2 separate regions of the Mus musculus genome follow, and region 1 is linked to region 2. The links are chromatin contacts, called in public Hi-C maps. All regions are on one chromosome and are shown on one strand. Each heading gives the region's core, a stretch centred on a gene start, on an enhancer-like site or on the middle of the called end of the contact. The rest is flanking DNA. Distances are from core to core; before and after follow the strand shown. Region 1 has its middle 84 kb from the start of Gm30790. Region 2 overlaps Gm30507 (a long non-coding RNA gene).

The links. Hi-C and Micro-C count contacts between places; a contact is called where the count stands out from the background.
Region 1: a Hi-C map of uterus shows a contact between it and region 2. The contact joins two enhancer-like sites. A contact is called at or near these places in 8 of 484 Hi-C or Micro-C datasets (the G1E-ER4 cell line, the P5424 cell line, embryonic stem cells and 2 more) and 1 of 9 other capture datasets (embryonic stem cells).

Annotation. Positions count from the first base shown.
Region 1 is chr16:76,693,021-76,696,436 of GRCm38.p6, forward strand. No RefSeq gene overlaps it. Among named protein-coding and RNA genes, the nearest start is that of Gm30790, 84 kb to the right of the region's middle. Within about 2 kb of position 2,106, at least 42 of the 459 cell types and tissues checked have an H3K27ac peak or open chromatin away from gene starts, as enhancers often do. A contact at or near this core is called in uterus, where this site is marked.
Region 2 is chr16:76,200,722-76,204,001 of GRCm38.p6, forward strand. All of the region lies in intron 2 of Gm30507 (a long non-coding RNA gene), which reads right to left. Among named protein-coding and RNA genes, the nearest start is that of Gm30507, 47 kb to the right of the region's middle. Within about 2 kb of position 1,665, at least 58 of the 459 cell types and tissues checked have an H3K27ac peak or open chromatin away from gene starts, as enhancers often do. A contact at or near this core is called in uterus, where this site is marked.

The sequences.
Region 1 (3,416 bases), core at 856-3,355, 490 kb after region 2:
TGCAGCCACCAAACCCAGACACTATTGTGGATGCCAAGAAGTGCTTGCTGACAGAAGCCTGATATGGCTATCTCCTGAGAGACTCTGCCAGAGCCTGACAAAGACAGAGGTGGATGCTCACAGCCATCCATTGGACTGAGCTCGGGGTCCCAGATGGAGGAGATGGAGAAGGGACTGAAGGAGCTGAGGGGGGTGCAGTGCAGCCCCATGGAGGGAGCAACAGTGTCAACAGGCCAGACTCACTCGGAGCCCCCAGGGACCACCAACCAAAGAACACACATGGAGGGACCCATGGTGCTGGACACATATGTGGCAGAGGACGGCCTTGTTGGACATCAGTGGGAGGAGAGGCCCTCAGGCCTGAGGGTGTTCAATGCCCCTGTGTAAGGGAATGCCAGGGGGAGGCGATAGGAGTCAAACATTGAGATAAAAGCTGCAAGCTACCTCATCTAACTTGTAAGGGATTTCTAGTTTCAATAAGCCACCAGCCAAATGGCTTAGTGTTGAAATCATGAGTGGCTGTGTGGGGCCAACCCACACAGGAGTCAACTTGAGGACGTGTTGCTTATTTTCACAGCTGAATGTGTAATAATACAGAGAAGTACAGGGTTGATATGCAGATTCAGCAATTGTTATAGGCTGTCTAAGGTACTTGTTCTCAGTCCCAGGTGGAAGACACAAAAGTTGATTTCACAGGAGCGGAGGGCATGGTAGTGATCTCTAAAGCTAAAAAAGGTTATTGAGGTGGTGGAAGAGAAAGATTGGCTAAGCACCAAGAGAGTGAGAGAAGATGAGTACATTTTCATACAGGGTACATACAGTTCTCAAGAATGTATCAAATGTTTCAGAAAGTACCAGAGAAAGAAAAATTAGAAGAAGCACAAAGAAGTGGAAAAATGTTAACAATTATATTTACTACAGAACTGATCATTATACATGAAACGCATGTATTCCACACAGTGTCCCAGGAATGTGTACAGTTGGTAGATGTCAGCTAAAAACCCAGATGAGAAGATAGAAAAGAAAGTACTAACAACCCCGAACAAATTCTGATGCTCTTTATGTGCAGGGACTATGTCCTTCCATGTAAAGACTTCATGTCAGTGAAATACTGAGATCTCAGTTCCCAGCCTGCTCAGAGCATCTCTCCTAAACTTTGATCCTCCATCAAACCCATCATGACAACCACGTGACTTTCTTTGGTCAACCATCACTGATTAACATTTCCACTGTTTTTACTTCCAGGGTATTAAGAACATCTATATATACATCTTTGCATGTACATATTTTTTACTTCTCTTTGAATACCTAATCAGGAGTGGGATTCCCGGGTCATGGGGATGGGGCTATGCTTGAGCTCTTGAGTATTGAAACTTGACATATTCTTTTCCAAAGGGGCTCCTGTTTGGCATTTAGCAAATGCTTTATATATTTTACCTCCATGTCAGGTTTTTTGAAGAATTGCCTGGAAAAGTAATTTTGAAATACTGAATAGTACTTCATATTCTGCTTTCTATATTCTGATACTATCTCCAGAGAATAAGTGACTAAAGTCAGAAATGGAGATATGGGCCTTCCCATCCTAGTCCCATTGCCAACAAAAATGAGACTATCTGATACTGGACTTCCCCTTAATGCAATTTATGCATCTGACAAATGTGAGTAATACCACATCTATTATATCTTAATGATAATGCAGTAGATTTGAACTATTAATGTTTAGTGCAACTGTCAGGTTCCCCTTTTATTGTTGCATCTATTTAATGAAACTTATGGAAGTTTTACTTATGTTTGAAATGCCTTGCTGTTTATTCTGTTAATATTCTTTCCAATATCACCCCCCCCAAACCTCAGTTTGAGTATGCATAACTAAAAGTATTTTTATTTGCAGGGGTGGGAGAGTGGGGGATAAAAACACCATTAAGTGAACGGAGAGTCAACCTGCAAACCTAACTGCTTTCTGGGAAAGATCTCTATGTACCCTCTGCTTGACAGCACTGTTCCTGGGTCCTCTCTGACTCACTTCCCTTATTGACAGCCGATCAGGGTTGAGGGAACCTGACACAGAGAAAGACAAAGGATGTGGTGTGGCCAAGACCTGACATGTGGGAGTCGGTGCAGCTGCCAATGTTCTCTGGCTAAGCCAGGCGACGACGAAGATTGGGGTGAAAAGGTGAACCTCTTTTGGAGGGCTGGGCTTTTCAAACTGGCTATGTTCCTTTATGAGATGACAAATAAGAGGGAACACAGCCTGGAGGGTGTGTTATTTCTGTGATTAAGAAGAAGTAGAATCAAGCAAGAAGTACCATTGTTTAGCCCGGGTTTGAATTACATTACATCTTTAATTACCAGCTTTTATTTCTATTTATTTTACTATTTTATTAATCCCGTTCCTCAAAATATCCTCTTTCATTTGCAACCACTGGACAAACGAAATGGGACAATTTGTTTCCTTTTGTGTTTAGTAGACAGTGTTCCCTTAACACTGTGGGTCAACACGACCTTAACTTTCTTTTTTATTATGATTTATACAATGGCATTTTCTAAGTTCCTCCTAGTCCTTTCTGCTTATATAATTTTTAATAATCACTTACTGTAGTTCAGAGGACCTTAACTCTTGTTTGCATAGGATCAAATTAAGAATCCTTAGCAATTTTTTTTCAAATTTCTCAGGAACTGAAATTACCAAAAAGAAAAATAAAATGGAGAGTAGGGTGGAGAGTGAAGGAGTTAACTTTTAACTAGTAGCATTAGTGTGGACTCACTAGTCCTCATAACTAAATAACAAAAATGTGCATGTTATGATGTTGCTGAGGAAGAATATTGAGTGTATTAAGCTGAGGTTACGGTACATGGAGATAACAAGGAGAGTAATCCACTTCAAAAATATTTTTGTTTGAGTCAGAGGTTCTCAACATCACTACCTGGGAACCATCAGGAGCCTAACTTACAAACTTGGTGGATGTAAATACTCTCAGATCACACTAACACCCTGGAACTGTCTTTGGGGCTATGGATCACCCACCTCTGCATTAATTATTTCACTGAGGACCTGGTATTTGGCCCCTCAGTGCCCAGCTCATGGCTTCTCAATCTGTCTCTAACTAGCAATCATCTGGTAAGTGTTCATAGGTTCAACTGGCCATCCCTCAAATCAGAACGTTTGGGAAGATATATGCAGACATTGGGGTTTGTATAGGCTCCTCAGGTGACTAAGCAGTCAGGACAGGTTAAAGAAGACTGTGTCTCAATCCTTTTTACACTTTATAGTCATCCAAACTGATTTCAAAACACAGTAGTGTCAGGAAACGCTCCACTCTTACCGCCACTGAATGAGAACTTCTGGGCATGGGATCTTGGATCTTTGGGAGCACTGTCTCATGGAATTCTCTTATGCATTTGGATTGAGGTCTTAT
Region 2 (3,280 bases), core at 415-2,914:
TTAAAAAAAAAAATACATGTTTCTGGTGAAGTAGAATCTAAAATTATGTAACTAATGGATTGGTTTGTTATTTTTATCCTAAAGTGAAGAGAAATGTTGTTGTTTTTTTTTTTTTTTTACTATCTAAAGAACATGAAAAAAATTTAAATTAAGTAATAAATCAGTTTTGTCCAAAATTATTTAGACTAATGATTCCCTGTCTTAGTCTAGGAAACTGGCAATAATTATGCATAACAAACAAAAGCCTTGGCTGACTTTGTTCCATGCTCTAAGTTTACTCTACGAGGTCAGTGTGCAGACTTCTCTAGAAAAGAGAATTTCCTGGGGCAGACTGACCCAGGTTGTACAGGAATGTAAATAAAAATGATTGAGGATTCCTTTCTTTGCATAGAACAAATATTTCATGACTTTGTATATTATAATCCTCTTTCTCGTGTCTAACAAAGACATCATAGCATCAGCCAAATACTTAAAGCCTACTATTAAGATAAAAGCATTACTCCAATTTGTCATCACTTCTATTTAATTATATTTGTAAAAGAAGTGTGATTAATGGCACAGAAAGCAGATGCTTTGTAAGAGTGACAGCCATGTCACTGTGAACACAAAACGTTCCTCTGAAATGGACTCCAGGGTCTTCTGCCTAGCAAACTTGGGCAAGCGTGGACGTGCAAGAGAGAGCTGCCACAGTAATGTTTTAGTATTGCCATAGCTTTGGATGAGATTCTCTTCCACGTGAACAAGTCTTTCCTCATTCCTGACATCACTAACCTTTAGCAAGTCTATGGTTCCTCCATTCCACAGCCTTTGTAAAAACAGGAATGAATCTGCTACATGGTGTTCTGTACGTGAGCTTAAGAACGTTACTTACTGTATTCCAGAACACATTACTCCTTCAGGCTAGGGATACACCTGCATGACGGAACATCTCCTACCATGTGTGCATTCCTGTGATTGCTTCCTAACACCACAAAGGGCACAAAAAAAAAAAAAAAAAAAGGCAAAACCTTAAGCTCTCAGAGTCAGCATTATGAACGCAAGCCAGGACACGCTAAACTTTTCCTGAGGCAGAGTCCAGTCGAAAACTTTATGACAATCTTCCTGGATTGAGCTTTGCCTAAGATCTTCCCGTTGGTCATGAGACAGTCAGGGGACTAAAAGTGTGTCACTTGATTAAGTTTTTCAGGCTGATAACAAGAAGGTAAGCAACTATGTTATCCAGGAGGTTCCAAAGTCCCATGTCCATTCTGGGTCAACTACAATAATTCCCCTTCCTACGTCCAGACACTGCCTGTCACCTAAAGCCCATTAGGGGGCAATTTCCTAAAGCTGAACCCGAAGAGATTATGGGCTGCCCAGCTCAACCGAAGAAGCCAGCTAGTGTGAGTCACCAGAAAGTTCCTATAACCTAAGAACTTCTCTTACAGAAAATGCTACTTCCCAGGCTATCAAAAGAATCATCTTTCCCCTCAGGGCAAGGCTGGCTCTGCACACACAAATAGAGAGCATTTTCTTCGGCCTCCAGTTCAGATGGAGAAGAGTGATTTCTGTGTTGTTTATGTTCACTTGCTCTTTCAACCTAAGTTCAAAGGTTTGACTGCACCTCAGCACTTCAAACCCTTGGGCGGTGATCGCAACGTTCCATTGCATAGACACTCCTGAGGGGGGCAACATTGAACCTGTCAAGGATGGTTTCCCCTGCTTCTGGGCTCTAATGCTTCTCTCTCTACCAGTAGAGCTTTCAGCAGGAAAGACTCATTGATTTAGAAAGAAAAATGCTCCAGGTTCAAAGTTGAGCCAAGCAGTCCTTCCGTCCCACCAACAAATGCTAAGTACATATTCACTCGTGTTTGCTTTCTCAAGAGAGATTAGGAAAAGGAAATAGGAACACATTTGTATAGAATTTTCCTGAATCAAAAGTTATTATTGAAACCCAATACTATCCTGAAGCAAACAACCTTCTATACACAGTTTTAATATCAATTAGTTAATTGAAAATACTAATTGCCTATAAAAACATTCCATTTTCACTGAAAAACATCCACAACACATAAAGTATATTTAAATATACGATACACTAGGAAACAAAACAACCTGGAAGCACTGCTAATTACTTTGTCTTGCCAAGTTTGAACAAAGGGGATTCAATTTTGTTTCTTTAGTTCTGGGAACTGAACCCAGGGTCCTGTGCATGAGAAACAGAGAGTCAGAAACTCCAAATGTTGAACAAACTTTGACTTCCTCATAGAAAAATGAACCAGTGATTTCTCTAGACTCTGAGGGAAAAGCAGTCTTTTCAGATTATAAACTGTGAATGCCCTTCTCTTTCTAGACCACTGTGTTATGACAAATTGGCTACGTTTTATAACTGAGCAATGTTTTGACTCTTGGGGAATACTATAAAGTATGGAAAAACATGTGAGTATACATGTACTCTCATATAACCCAATAAGCTTACGTCAGTATAAGTGTTTTTGAACTGACTGTAATAGTCTAAGAGTTTGTGTTGACAGGAAGCACATAACCAAACACATGATTATGTTAGTAACCATATAAATATAAACTTTAGTGAACTAGAGCATTTCATTCTATATTACTTCACTAAGAAAATGTACTTGCTGCCTTAAGACTCCTTCACTGTACACTGATGAGCAGCTAGGATTCTCAAAGACTCTCAAATCCTCAGCGTTCTGTTGACTTCGGATTATGCACTTCTCTTGTTCACAGGGACCCTTATCCACTTGACACTCACTAAGCCACTGCTGTGAACTTTGCTTTGAGTTTGATCTCAGTGCTCTCCAAAGCCACTAATCATTTCTTCAATGTAAAACACAGTGAGTGCTTGGACATCACATATTTAATATTTTTGAATGATATTGCTACTTTCCTTAAAAATTTGCATTAAAATCCAACTCCTGGGGCCCCAGAAATATGACCTTACTTGGAAGTAGAGTCATTGCAGATGTAATTTGTAATAGGATGAGGTCATACTAGAGTAGGCTGACCCTTCCGCCAATATTTCTGGTACTCTTATCCATAAATGTGTCTCTGATGTTAGAGACACAATGTGACAGTACAGACAGATTGTTGTGCACTCCCAAACCAAGGCAACCAAAAATTTCTGGAGAACCATAAGAGAATCAGGAAAGGCAACAAAGAGTTACCCTACAGATTGTAGAGGTGGCCTGTAGCTTCCAACAACTCCAAAGAACCTCGAGACAATAGAGCACTATAGTTTTCAGAAGCCTGGCTTAGAGTAGTTCACCATGGAAGTCTACTG